2 separate regions of the Drosophila melanogaster genome follow, and region 1 is linked to region 2. The links are chromatin contacts, called in public targeted proximity ligation maps. All regions are on one chromosome and are shown on one strand. The core of a region is the stretch at or near the end of the contact, and the rest is flanking DNA. Distances in the headings are between cores, read along the strand shown. Region 1 holds the start of CG42747. Region 2 holds the start of LanA (Laminin A).

Region 1 (6,147 bases), core at 587-3,086, 180 kb after region 2:
AAGCTCCTCCTCTGCGTAGACATAAGAAGTCAACAAAATTAGTATGGAATAAAGAGAGGTATGCAAAATAGCGAAGAAAAGCTTGCACAAATCATACTTTTCTTTCCACTTTTTTTTGGGTAGTAAAAACCAAAGAAAAAAAGTAGTTGAGATGCCGAGTGAGCCACTGCTGTCCGTTTGCTGTTAAATATTTGTCTTTGATTTAAGCCGGAGTTTGGGTCTCAAACGACACTTGTCCATCTTGAGGCCTCCATCTCCCGATCTCCATCTCTGGCTCCATCGACCTTTTTCGACCATTTGCATTGTATTGGCCTGTTGTCTTTTTACCAATAGCACGAAGATGTTGGAGGCTTGGCCATGCCAAACTGACATGCAAGACACAAATCATGATTTGCTTGCTGGAAATGTTGCTGGTGGCATCCAACCCGTTTACAGCTGCGCCTGCCGAGACGTCAACAATGAAATTGTCAAGTGTTGACAAATAAATTTGAGGATTTCGAGGAGATTTACTTATGCTAATGAAAGACACTTGTCACAGATACTTGTACTCATGCCCATACCCTCCTTATAACTCGGCGGCATCGCCTTGAAGTGCGAGGCCACGTTGGTTCGCATAAATATGTTTGCACTCTGGGGTTTTTGTAACCTGGAAGCTTGAGGAGTTGGTCAGCTTGGCTTAGGAGCCGAAAAAAGTACCGTAACAAATTTGCAAAGTGAAAGAATTTGAGTAGAAACACTAAATTAGCCAAAGGAGTCGAGGAGAGGGGCTGGGGATGACTATTTTCCTGGAATGGTAGGACTCCAGTTCGTCACATAAATATTTATGGATGTTAATGTTGTGACGTGAATTGCACGCTCAACAGTGCAATTTTTAGAGGAGACAGCGATAGAAAATATGCTCTTAACTTTACACTGTTGAAAAAACCACTTTGTATAATTCAGACATAATCACATTTATCTAAACAGTGGTAGAAAGCATGTTTTTTTTTAACAGATTTGTGTAAAGCATTAAAGCATTCGTATATCTCTTTTTTATTTAATAAAAATGAATAAGTTTCTTCTACAATTTTGTTCCACTACATAGCAGCTGAGCATTTCAGGTTGATTGGAGGTCATATCCGTAGCTCAGCCTAATTAGAGTCCACCTGCCCGACGGGATCCATCAATCCAGAAACTATCCCTTCGCATCCCAGCATTTCACACGCTCATCAAATTGACGCCTCGACCATAAATCCAGCGCCAAAACATTGTAAAGAAGTGAAAAATCTCAATTGCCATCTACCTGTGAACTCTGGCCGATAAAAAACAATAAATTTCTAAAATACAACCACTAAATTGCATATCTTGCACCCATACTGGCCACATATCAAGTGCCTATTTTGGGGTACACCGAAAAAAACATTTCACGAACTTTCGGTGGTTTCTTATCATCTCCCTCCTCAAAACTGGGATAAGCTTGACAACATATTTTTAATTTAACCAGCTTATCCATGTTCATTTCGACCGCATAACATCAATTTCTTGGTGACACTCTATTAATACTAATGCAACTACTAAATCTACTCATATAAAGTGCTGCATTTTTTTGAGTGCATTTCAGCATAATTGAGTAATTAACTCCGAAAGTCACTCGAAACGAAACCAGTTCTCCACTCCACTTGTTCCACTGGCACTCAACATGCGCAAGCCGGTTTTCGCAACGAGTGGAACGGAACGGGCCGGAAACGAGAGTCCCATTGCCAAACGGTCCACAGTGGCTATGTTGTTGTCGGCGCCGACGCCGGCAGCGCTGCCGCCGCTTATGCTGGAAAAAGATTCAGATACGTTCGGTTCGAGATACTTTTGCGTTCAGTTCAAGTTGAGCGCTTTCTGACGTTCGTACAACGTATTTCCGCGGCCGTCTGCAATTCGCACCAACGGCGAGAATTTCGCGAAAGCCCAACTGTCATTCTATCCGGTGTATAAATATTAAAGGTCCCCGTTTGGGGAATTCGCATTTTATTCAAAAAACCATTTGTAGATTTGCGCGAAAATTGTGCTATTAAAGTGCCTGGTTATACCGAATTACATATATGTATAAAACATCTAACATATGCAAAGTATTTATTTTTAAAACCCATTCAAGTGCCAAAGAGAAAAGTTGTATGCAAAATAAAGCAAATAGCTGTATATTAAATATTAAAATCCATCTGCCTGCATCAAATCCATTGAATGAAAAATTCACAACAAGTGCAAAGCAACAAATTGAAAAATCACTACAGCGTTGGGAAAAGTTGTGGCAAAAGTTTCGCATTTCCCCGCCAATTTTCCCCCTTTTCGCGGTGACGCCTGCGCAGCTGTTTGGGAAAAATCTAATTGGATACTTTTCTGCCAAACGGACAGAGGAAACGGAAGTTGGCTGCCATTCGCATTAGACTTACAGACACGGTCCACTGTGAAGGTAAGTCCATCAGGATAATTAGCCATTGCTGCTGGAAAAATCTTTTGTTAGATGGAAAAATGTAAATAGAAGCAAGCCATTCTGAAAATTTTTCACACGATAATGACACTGACACCGAAAAAAGTAGCTCAAGCTGGCGTTTGTCATAAGCTTCAAAACATGCCAAAATAATGTCAGTCAGTTAGCTTTTGTTTTCCTTTCCTTTGCATCTCGCACATATCTTGTATCTTGTATCTCGTAGCTGGCTTTTTATAGCCTGCGTTTTATAGTATGATTAAATTTGACAGTTGACAGCATTTTGGCCTTATCTGACTGGCGCAAATCGCTCCACTTCCTCTCTCGTGTGTGTGTGTTTTTGTTAAATGTTAATTGTTGACAATTTCGTATAAATTGACAATTCAACTGGCGTTTTACATGGCTTACAGCCAACATATCGGCATTGGCCCGGCGATGAGTGTGTGATGTTTGGCCTAATGTATTATTAACTAGGCCAACATCAGAATGACTGCGTAGACATTAGGCCCACTTTACAAGGGCGTGATTTAATGGGCCAGTTGTTTATTTTTCTTGGCGTTTTTAAGTCCAGATTGGATGTAATAATATCACGGTTAATGAGCGGAAAACTTAACCGGTGATTTACACAGACGTTAGTTTCTCTATTTTCTGTGGCAATCAAAGTAGCAAAGACATTGAACAATGGAAAAAATTAAGAATGCAATGACAAAAAGATTGTATCGAAGTATCAGCAAATTCAAACTTTTTTTATTTGCTCAACAGACAACAGTCAAATTCCGATCTAAACTATTTCGATAATTGTTTATCTGTCAGCTAGAGATTATTCTGTTGTGGGAGCCCTTACTTTAAACGTGCTAAAATGTCCAAAGCAAGCTCAAGAGTGACAAAACTTTTTCTTTGCCAAACTTGGCATTCTGTAGACAAACATATAAACCCACAAAATGGGGGAAAACAAATTTACTTTTTTGCCACTTTTGTGTGACCAAGTCAGGGCATGTTTCTTGCTGCAACAAGCATAAACATCATAAAGAAAATACAAAAAAAAGATTGTGCAAGAGGAAAGCGGCACAAGGTCAGAGAGAGGCACACCCCGATAAGCAGCTGCCCTTAGCCAACAGTTCTTAACTTTTAACTCGGTGCCCTAAGCTCACGAACGTGGCGACTTCCGTCCGACAAATTTTTAGATTTTCAAAACAAATTTGCAACACGTACTCGCGGCCAATAGACAGAGACCCAACTCTGAGTTTAGGTTTAAGTAAGCGAATGAGATGTCTTTTTTTGGCCTGGGGGCTTAATTTATGAGCCCTGGGCTATTATAATTCGCACTGTTCCGAGGCATTTTGCATAAGCAAATGTCTCTTTCATGTTTCGCTTATTCTTTCTTTCATTCTTTCTCTAATGTTTATTCAAAAACGCTGGCCGATTGTCTTAGTCGCCTGTCTGGTGTGGAAGTCTAGACATTCAGCAGGAAGGAAGCCCAAGATGGAGACTGCACTTGAACTTGAGACCCTTTACAAGTATTTGTTCCCCGGGAGTCTGTGAGGTTTCGGTGGTTGGTGGCAACCCTTTTTTGCATGCCACATTTTTTCCCTCGCATGTGTGTAGCTAGTAAAATAAAAACGAGGGAAAAACAAAACACAGCCCATGAATGAAATAAGCATGGACGAGGGTGAAATATCTATGGAGCTGGAGCGACTACGACTTCCCCACTGAGCTAACCAGGCCCAGACAGCCATCATCCCGGACCCAGACACCTTTGTCTGGCCAGATCTTGATGTCTGGGCCAAGAGTGAGCCGCTTAGTGGCTTCCCAGCGATCCGAGTTCCCCAGCTTTTTCTTGTCAACTATTGTCAAGGCTTTAATTAGAGATTTCTATTGCCATCCAATGTGTTATCCTTATCTCTATCACCCATTATGCTGATGGATTCAGCTGAGCTTGCTCATTTATATTATAATTAATATATGTATATGTATGTGAGGCAGACAGCTGCTGTAAGGGAATTGAACTTTGCCACTTAATTGAAAGTTTTGCCTTGCCAACAGTCAACATGGCGTATGGTTGATATAATTGCAGCTGCCAAAAAGTTATGCCAAGCAGTTAGTCTCTGAAACTTACTCAGGGCACACTTGCGTTTAATATTAATTACACGTGCTCATAGGCAAATTGTATTAACTTAGCCAGATATTATGATAAGTTTTTGGAACGAGCAGAAAATTTTGCCAAACGAATCCAATTAGGGTTTAATTAACGGATGGCCACTAAATTGTTTTGTGAGGTAATTCCAAATGCATGAATACATGGATTACATTAACAAGTGAACTGTAGTCTAATTAATATATTCTAGTAACGATAAAAAGTTCTCATCTAATTAGGCACAAACTGTGAAGAGGCATATATTATGTAAAAACACATTAATATTCATTTGACACATTCAATCTAAGCGAATGCAAGATGTGTGATTATATATACTTAGAATATTCAGCTTATCAAAAACGGATCTGTCTTTTTAAAATTAAGAAAATGATCAGACTGAGCTCCTTTAATGAGCACCATATTCTTACAAAATTTATGTGATCTGTCTAATCAAATACCATTTCATTCGACACTATGAACATATTTGTATAATCAAAGTGAATACAAATTTTGCTAATTCCATCTTATCTATGGTTGTTAAATAAATTCCACCAACCATAGTTTATTCTGTTTAGATAGTTTTAAAGAAAGACAAACATTCTGTGAACGAAGGGGGCCATCGACTAGATGCTTTTTCTATATTACTCGAGACAAAGAATAAAGAATACGCCGACGCCAAAGAACGACTTTGATATGGGCTGATGATGAGCTCTAATTTCGAAATTATACAAGATTGGCTGTGAGAAGAAGAACTGGAGCTGAGGATGGAGATCTTTTGAAGAGGCTGTCAGCTCGGAGGCCCAAGTTTTGGTTTCAGTTCAGTTTTCAGCTCCTCGCCGAAGTTCTTGTTATTGCTGCTGCTGTTGTTGTGCCCACATAACAAGTTAATTTTGATGTAAATTTCTGTTTTGGTACCCGAACGAACGAATGGCAAAACCGAGACAACAGCGAAACGAAAAAAACGAGGAAAAAATCGAACCGGTTAACATAATCACTTAATTTTGTGATTGTGTATCTGTATCTTGGAATCGGCATCTGTGTGTGTCTCTGCCATCGTTTTCAGCTCGTAATCGTCTTTTGGAACTCTATACCCATGCCATTCGAGCCATTCGGTTTGGTGCTCTTTGTATAGAAGTGTCAATATTATTAAGTGATGATGTCCCCATCTGAGGCTCAAACTTTGATAAACGAGCCGATGCTGTAAATAAAACTGAGTAACAAAAAAGCGGGAAAAAACCTACAAAAGATAAATAAACAGAGGCCGGCTAAGCTCTAACTCAGCCGAGTTGATAAATTGTATCTATATTTATGTATGTTGCTACCAGCAAATAATTTACAATGTTTGAGCTGGCAAACTAAAACTGGCAAGGGCATAAAATGTGTAGAGTAACAAAAAAAGAAAATACAAAAAATTTTGCAAAGCTGGCAAAAGCAAAAATACATAAGCCAACACAAAAAAAGTAGCTAAAAACAAGCGCAACATAGAGCCACAGAAAAAAGTCACTCCAAACAGAAGAAAAATATTGAAACAAATGCTGAATTATTAGCACACAAATCG
Region 2 (6,095 bases), core at 914-3,413:
AATTTTACCCACTTTAGTTTTTTCAAGTCTCCCCCAAGACACAAAATTCATTTTGAACAAGCAAATTCATTGAAATTTATTAGTCCAGCGTACACATTACGATTATATATGTACATACATCGCCTCACAGACAAATGTGAGACGACAACATGAGATCACTGTGGGGAAATTAACTCCAAATGTTCTGCAGTAGAACCGGCCACTTTTTCATCGTTTATTTATATTGTCTTGGGTTATGTTTGCTTTTTAATTTGGCTTCAATTGAAAGCGAACTGAGAGATACGAAGGTCCACACATATACAAAGATACAGCCATGCGTTAATATCTTTGTACACAGGCGCACATGTTTGGTTTCAGAGATTTGTTTACTTTTCTGTGTTTTCATTAGTTTCACCCATGTGGAAGTTCATGATTTTGAAGCAAAAAAACGTCGATGTACATAATTCTGCAAATATGTATCTCACAAATTTAGCATTCGAGTTGCCAGCATTCCTGGTGTTTCGCAGTCTATATATAAACCAATGTCTCATATTCAGTTGCATTTTGTGAATTAGGAAAAGTGCAACTAAGGAATTAACACGAATGAGATCATGCTGAGCTGTTGAAATCTTAGCGCAATTATTCTCAAAATTAAATTCCCGACCTCGTGGATTACTCGCTTCCGTTGCAAGTGAGATAAGAACGTAGGCGAGTCCGAGGCACAACTTTTTATAGAACAAACTGAGAAACAATCTGATGATAAGACTGTAGTTTCTTGCGACTCGGGCCCATTATCAGGCTGCTCTCAATTCATATTTGTCGCATGCTGGTGTGCCTTAAGAAACATAATGCCTTTATCGCTAAAAAAAACCATTCCGAATGAACCGCTCGAAAAAGTCAATGCTCCGAGTCGGTTTCTAAGCAGCCTGTAAACCGAGAACTCCCATTCAAAAGTGTGTGTATGTATGTTCGTACATATCTCTGTGTATATTGTATGTAGGGACTGCTGACATACTGATAACCCACAACTCCAAAGCCTTCCCCTTTGCCAACAACAAATACTCGAGCTCAGCAACATTTTTTTCGTTCAGTTTTTGCTGTGTCGACGTCGACGAAATGAAAACCCATTAAAATTGTTTTCAAATTTTACGATCCGATCCCATCGGTCGAACCCGAAAACGAGTTGCATCCATCCACCGTCTCCCCGTCTCTATGCGTTTCTTAGGCGGATACCTTTGGTATCTTTTATGTTCTCTGCTGCTTACCTGTTCGAAGTTGATGGTCAAATTGACTTCATTGAATTTCATGCCCCTGGACAACGGAGGACTCTGCCACCAGGCCTCGGTGCCATCGATCGCGTTCTCTGGCGGATGATTCCTCTCCGGCACCGTGGGATCGCAGTAATCGCAGACCTACAAAAACGCAGAAAACACATGTTAGAAAAAGAAAATGGAATCCAAATTCAGTCCAGAGTATTTTTAGAGCCCAATTCGAATGTTCAACACATGTGGGGGACGTCTAAATGCAGTGCACACTTGAAATATAAAGTTTTGATTTTTAACTAAATAATAGTTTGAAGAAATTCTTAATTAAGTTGGATAACCAATATAATCGATTGTAATTTGTTATCTCTCCTGATTCAGCTTTATTTTGAAATTAAACATTAACTTTTTTTCAGTGTAAAGTTAAAGATTATCTCATCATGTGTGTATACTGAAAAGATTTTTGGGCGTTGCTGGATGTCGATTATAGTTACCTGTCCCTGGATAACTGAATAGTCGATATGATCGTGTTCCGTATTGGCTCCCACTAGTTTGCAGTAGAGCTCTGGTCCATCCGTATCCTGGCCACACGTAGCTGTGGCATAAATCTTCCTGCCCGTGGCCAGATTGAAATATGGTGGCGTTAGCTCCGCCTGGCAATAGGAGATGGCCAGGATTACTAGCAGAGCCCCAATGGAGGCCACTCCGTGCCCCATTGTGCCGAGAGTTCAAGCACCCGCGCTGCGATAACGACAGTCCTTTCTCCACGGACCACTTCCGGTTCTATCTCTTTCTTTCCCGGTTCACTTATGTATGTATTTCACTTTCTTATCTGCTGTATTTCACTTTTTTCACTGTTCTTTTCGTATTCCTTTGGTGGAGCTCATCCAACCGCACTGGATGGCTCTTCTCGAGCAACTGATGGCACCGCAGCGAGAAGTTTTCCTCGAGACCCCGAAAAATTTGATTTTGATAGTCGTCCGATCGGCTCTTTTCGTATGCCTTCGGCTTTTCTCGTCTTCGGCATTCTATACAGCTGAGAGAACGATAGTCTTTCCGACCCTATAATGTATTCACATCCTCTTATCCGTCTTATTTCAGAAAATTCTGAAGCCGGAATAAAAGATACGGATTATCGCCATTTGACTTATGAGGTTATATAATCATTTAAAATATATGTAATTGTATTTAATTTGTTCATTATATCAGCATTCTTCTTGGGTTCATCATAACCTAGGATAATACGAACGTTAGTTGCTAGGATTGTTAACTTAGTTCTATCACCTGTAACCAAAGTTACTTAAGACCAAGATTGTAACATCATTTCAATGCAGTTTGGTGCTTTTACTATCATCTCACATGAAATGTGTTTATAAGTTATAATGATAATTGTCTTTTGAGAATGCCCAAAAAATTTGACGAAAAATTCAAATTTCATGTGTGTTCCTTGATAAATATTCTTTCCTCATTACATCGCAGCACATCTAACTGGTCTCGCAGTTGGTGAGCAACTGATTAAACTGCAGCGAGAAGTTTTCCCGAGGCCCCAAAAGTTTTGGTGTTCGTAGTCGCTCGATCGGCAGTCGATCGGGTGCTCTTCTCTTTGGCACTTTAATTTAACTGAGAGAATGTCCGCTTATCCGATTTTGTTTTGCTCTGAACGTATGTTTACAAAATCTTTTCCAGCTATTTGTTTTTTTTCTCATTCGCCGGCCGGGCGGAATCGGAACAAAACAAAACGGAAAACCGGTTCGTTGTCATCGGGGAACGTTGTGGAATGGGTGAAACGCCTTCCGCTTATGAAGATTGACTTTAGCACTAAGAAAATGTATACTCTATCTTCTATTGAAATGTACTACTTTAAGCTTGAACGCTTGAAATAATCTCAACAATACTCCAGCCACAGCTTGATAAATTCATAGCGTTAAGCTGGGATAATTTCTTACTTTTAAGGGTTCTTAAATTGATAATATGGATAGAGCTTGTGAAAGAATTAAGCATTGATATTACAACACAAGCGATAGCTTAAAAGTACTGCTATTAGACACCGAACATTTTTATTAAGTTTTTATTGCAGCCTTTAACGTAATTTAATTTATATGTGCTTAGCCATTCGTGTAGCATTTAAAATCAAACTTATTTAAATGATTTTCCATTAAGCTATTGCCACCTTTCGTTTACCCAGAAGTGTAATAGCTTACTGAAGTAATTGTTGTTAAAGCAAAATAACTGCTACAAAACTCACTCAGGCCTGACCAAAGAATCGAAAATTGCGCACCTCAATTTTAGCCCACGATCGACAAAATCTTGAAGTTTATTGCTATACCGATTAAAAGAGCCAAATACAGAGACTAGCTAGCAGCAGCAACTATTGAAAATCACAATCACAGCTAAATATTGTGCAAAATTCATGACCAAAGTGTTGGGGCAATTCGGATTTCGCGTTTTGTATTTTTTTTTGGTAACTGTATTGGTTGTAGCCAAACTCGTTTTCCGCCGTTTGCAATGACATAAGTAAATGCATTGATAAAGACTGTGTCGAGTGTCAGAACGGCCAGTTCTTTTTATTTTTGGCCTCAATTGCTGCGCCTGCGCAGCAGCTTAAGCTTCTCAGCTTCTCATGGCTGTATGTAAACGAGTTCTGATGACGTAATTCGCATCGCGCGGTTCTGCGCCTTTGCCTTATGCAATACACGCAAATGAACATTGCCGAAAAAATTAATGGAAATATGTGCTTGTAAAAAAAACTCAGGAAAAAATTCGACGATTGCAACATTAACAAGAAGTTCTCGATTTGGCTTAGCCCACACAGCAGCTGCACAGTGGGCCATAAAGTATCAGATTCCGAAAAGTTTTCCATTTATATACAAAGTATTCAAAGCGATTATTTTTTTGAAATAAAAATAAATGTAATTTTTTCACATGTAAATAATTATATTATTAATCTGAAAATCAGGTAAGAGTTGCAAATAATTTTACAATAAACTCATTAAAATTCACCGACTCCAGAGTGACAAAAAATGCTTGCACGGTACAAAAAATAATGGAGAAAGATAATTAACAAAAACGTTGCATGCTTAATTGACACTCACTTGCTAAAAATATAATGTGTGTAAATAAGCACTTAAAAAAGAATAAATAGCTATTGCAACACCAGCAAAAAACTTTTTCTGCACAGTGGTGATGTGATATGTGATAAAAGATATCTGCATTTTGGCCAAATACGAAGTGAAATTACTGACTTGCACAGTGAGGCAAGTCCACATTTGCACATTTTGCGATTACACGGCCATTCATATTTCAATTTGACTTTATGTGCTAATTAGCCCATTAAAACCTCAACGCCTCTAAGTGGCACGACCTTTTCGCCAACCAATTTGCTCCACTGTGCCGCCTCTGCCCACGTCGACGTCAACGGAGCAGCTGCCGCTCACCAAATGATTTCACTTATTCGCGATTGCATGCCCAGATTCGTGTTCAATTTGGTTCTAAGTCTCGTCGCGTGTGCATGAAGGCAGTTCTTTGAGTTCTCGACTTTATCGCCATGGTGCTGCTGCGAGTGATCAAGTATCTAGTTGGTTAGTGAGAGTGTTTTGGCCAGGTGTTAAGCACGTTATTTCATCACTATCTTCCTTTGAAGGCTGCGTGGTCCGGGTCTGCAACGAGTTGTCCCAGAACATGAGTTCACTGAACAAAATGTTCAAGTACCATTTGCTGGAGGTTAGCTAGAGGTCCCGGGATGTGGAGCTAAATACCCTTACTGATTAGATATGATTTTTTTCGCCTGTCGAACAAGTTCGTTGCTCAAGTCTTTCGTTATGTGATCCAATAAAGCGTATTTCATCCATCCAAACACTGCATTTATAACGGTGTTCACACATGAACACGAATATATTTAAAGACTTACAATTTTGGGCTCCGTTCATATCTTATGTAAATGAATCGAGAGCGATAAATTATATTTAGGATTTTGTTATCTAAGGCGACATGGGTGCATTGCTCAAAAACATGTAATTTAAGTGCACACTACATGAGTCAGTCACTTGAGATCGTTCCCCGCCTCCTAAAATAGTCCCTTAGTGGGAGACCACAGATAAGGTCCTCGCCGCTCAAGATAGGCAGATGTGCCCGAGCGTGGGACCTCGATAAGGCGGGGACTATTTACGTAGGCCTCTGCGTAGGCCATTTACTTTAAGATGCGATTCTCATGTCACCTATTTAAACCGAAGATATTTCCAAATAAAATCAGTTTCTTACAAAAACTCAACGAGTAAAGGCTTCTTATTTGGGATTTTACATTTGGTCAATCGAGCCTTTAATCGACTCTGCAGTTTCCCCCTACCAAAGGTAAGGGACTCAGAGAAAGGCCAGCTCCTTTAAGCATTGCTAAGTTAATCTTGCAGCTAAAGGTAGCAAAAATAAGTGACTCTTGTTTCCCCCTACCAAAGGTAAGGAACAGAGTATAAATATAAAAAGCAAAAAGATACAAAAGAATCTTTTATGTTTTAAAACAAGCACCTTATAGTCTATAGCTAAAGGTTGCTTTGTGTACCATTATAAATTGTGGTAAGGCGTGCTTGAGGCCATACATCAGCAATTGTGAAATTAAAAAGTGCATAACGTGCCTTATAAATGCTGTAATAGCATTAAATCAGCTCATAAATAGAGTGCAGTGTATATGCCATAAGAGCATAAATTAAATAAAAAGTGCCTGAAAACAGTGCCTTATAAATGCTCTAATAGCATTAAATCAGCTCATAAATAGAGTGCAGTGTATATGCCAAAAGAGCATAAATGCCGAAATAAATGGCTAAAAAACAAAAAATCTGACTGGACTACAAAAATAATAAAACG

The links.
Region 1: a targeted proximity ligation map of the Kc167 cell line shows a contact between it and region 2, with 9 times the contacts expected there. A contact is called at or near these places in 2 of 107 Hi-C or Micro-C datasets (both in the S2 cell line) and 1 of 7 datasets of targeted methods (the Kc167 cell line).

The regions. Positions count from the first base shown.
Region 1 is chr3L:6,398,754-6,404,900 of dm6, forward strand. CG42747 reads left to right here and starts at 1,837. Exons shown (of 7, transcript NM_139788.3): 1 at 1,837-2,440.
Region 2 is chr3L:6,215,859-6,221,953 of dm6, forward strand. It overlaps LanA (Laminin A), which reads right to left and starts at 2,164. Exons shown (of 15, transcript NM_057269.3): 1 at 1,736-2,164; 2 at 1,245-1,391. The coding sequence starts at 1,957. CG33946 reads left to right here and starts at 4,720. Exons shown (of 2, transcript NM_001316477.1): 1 at 4,720-4,819; 2 at 4,882-5,091. The coding sequence starts at 4,786. The coding sequence ends at 4,970.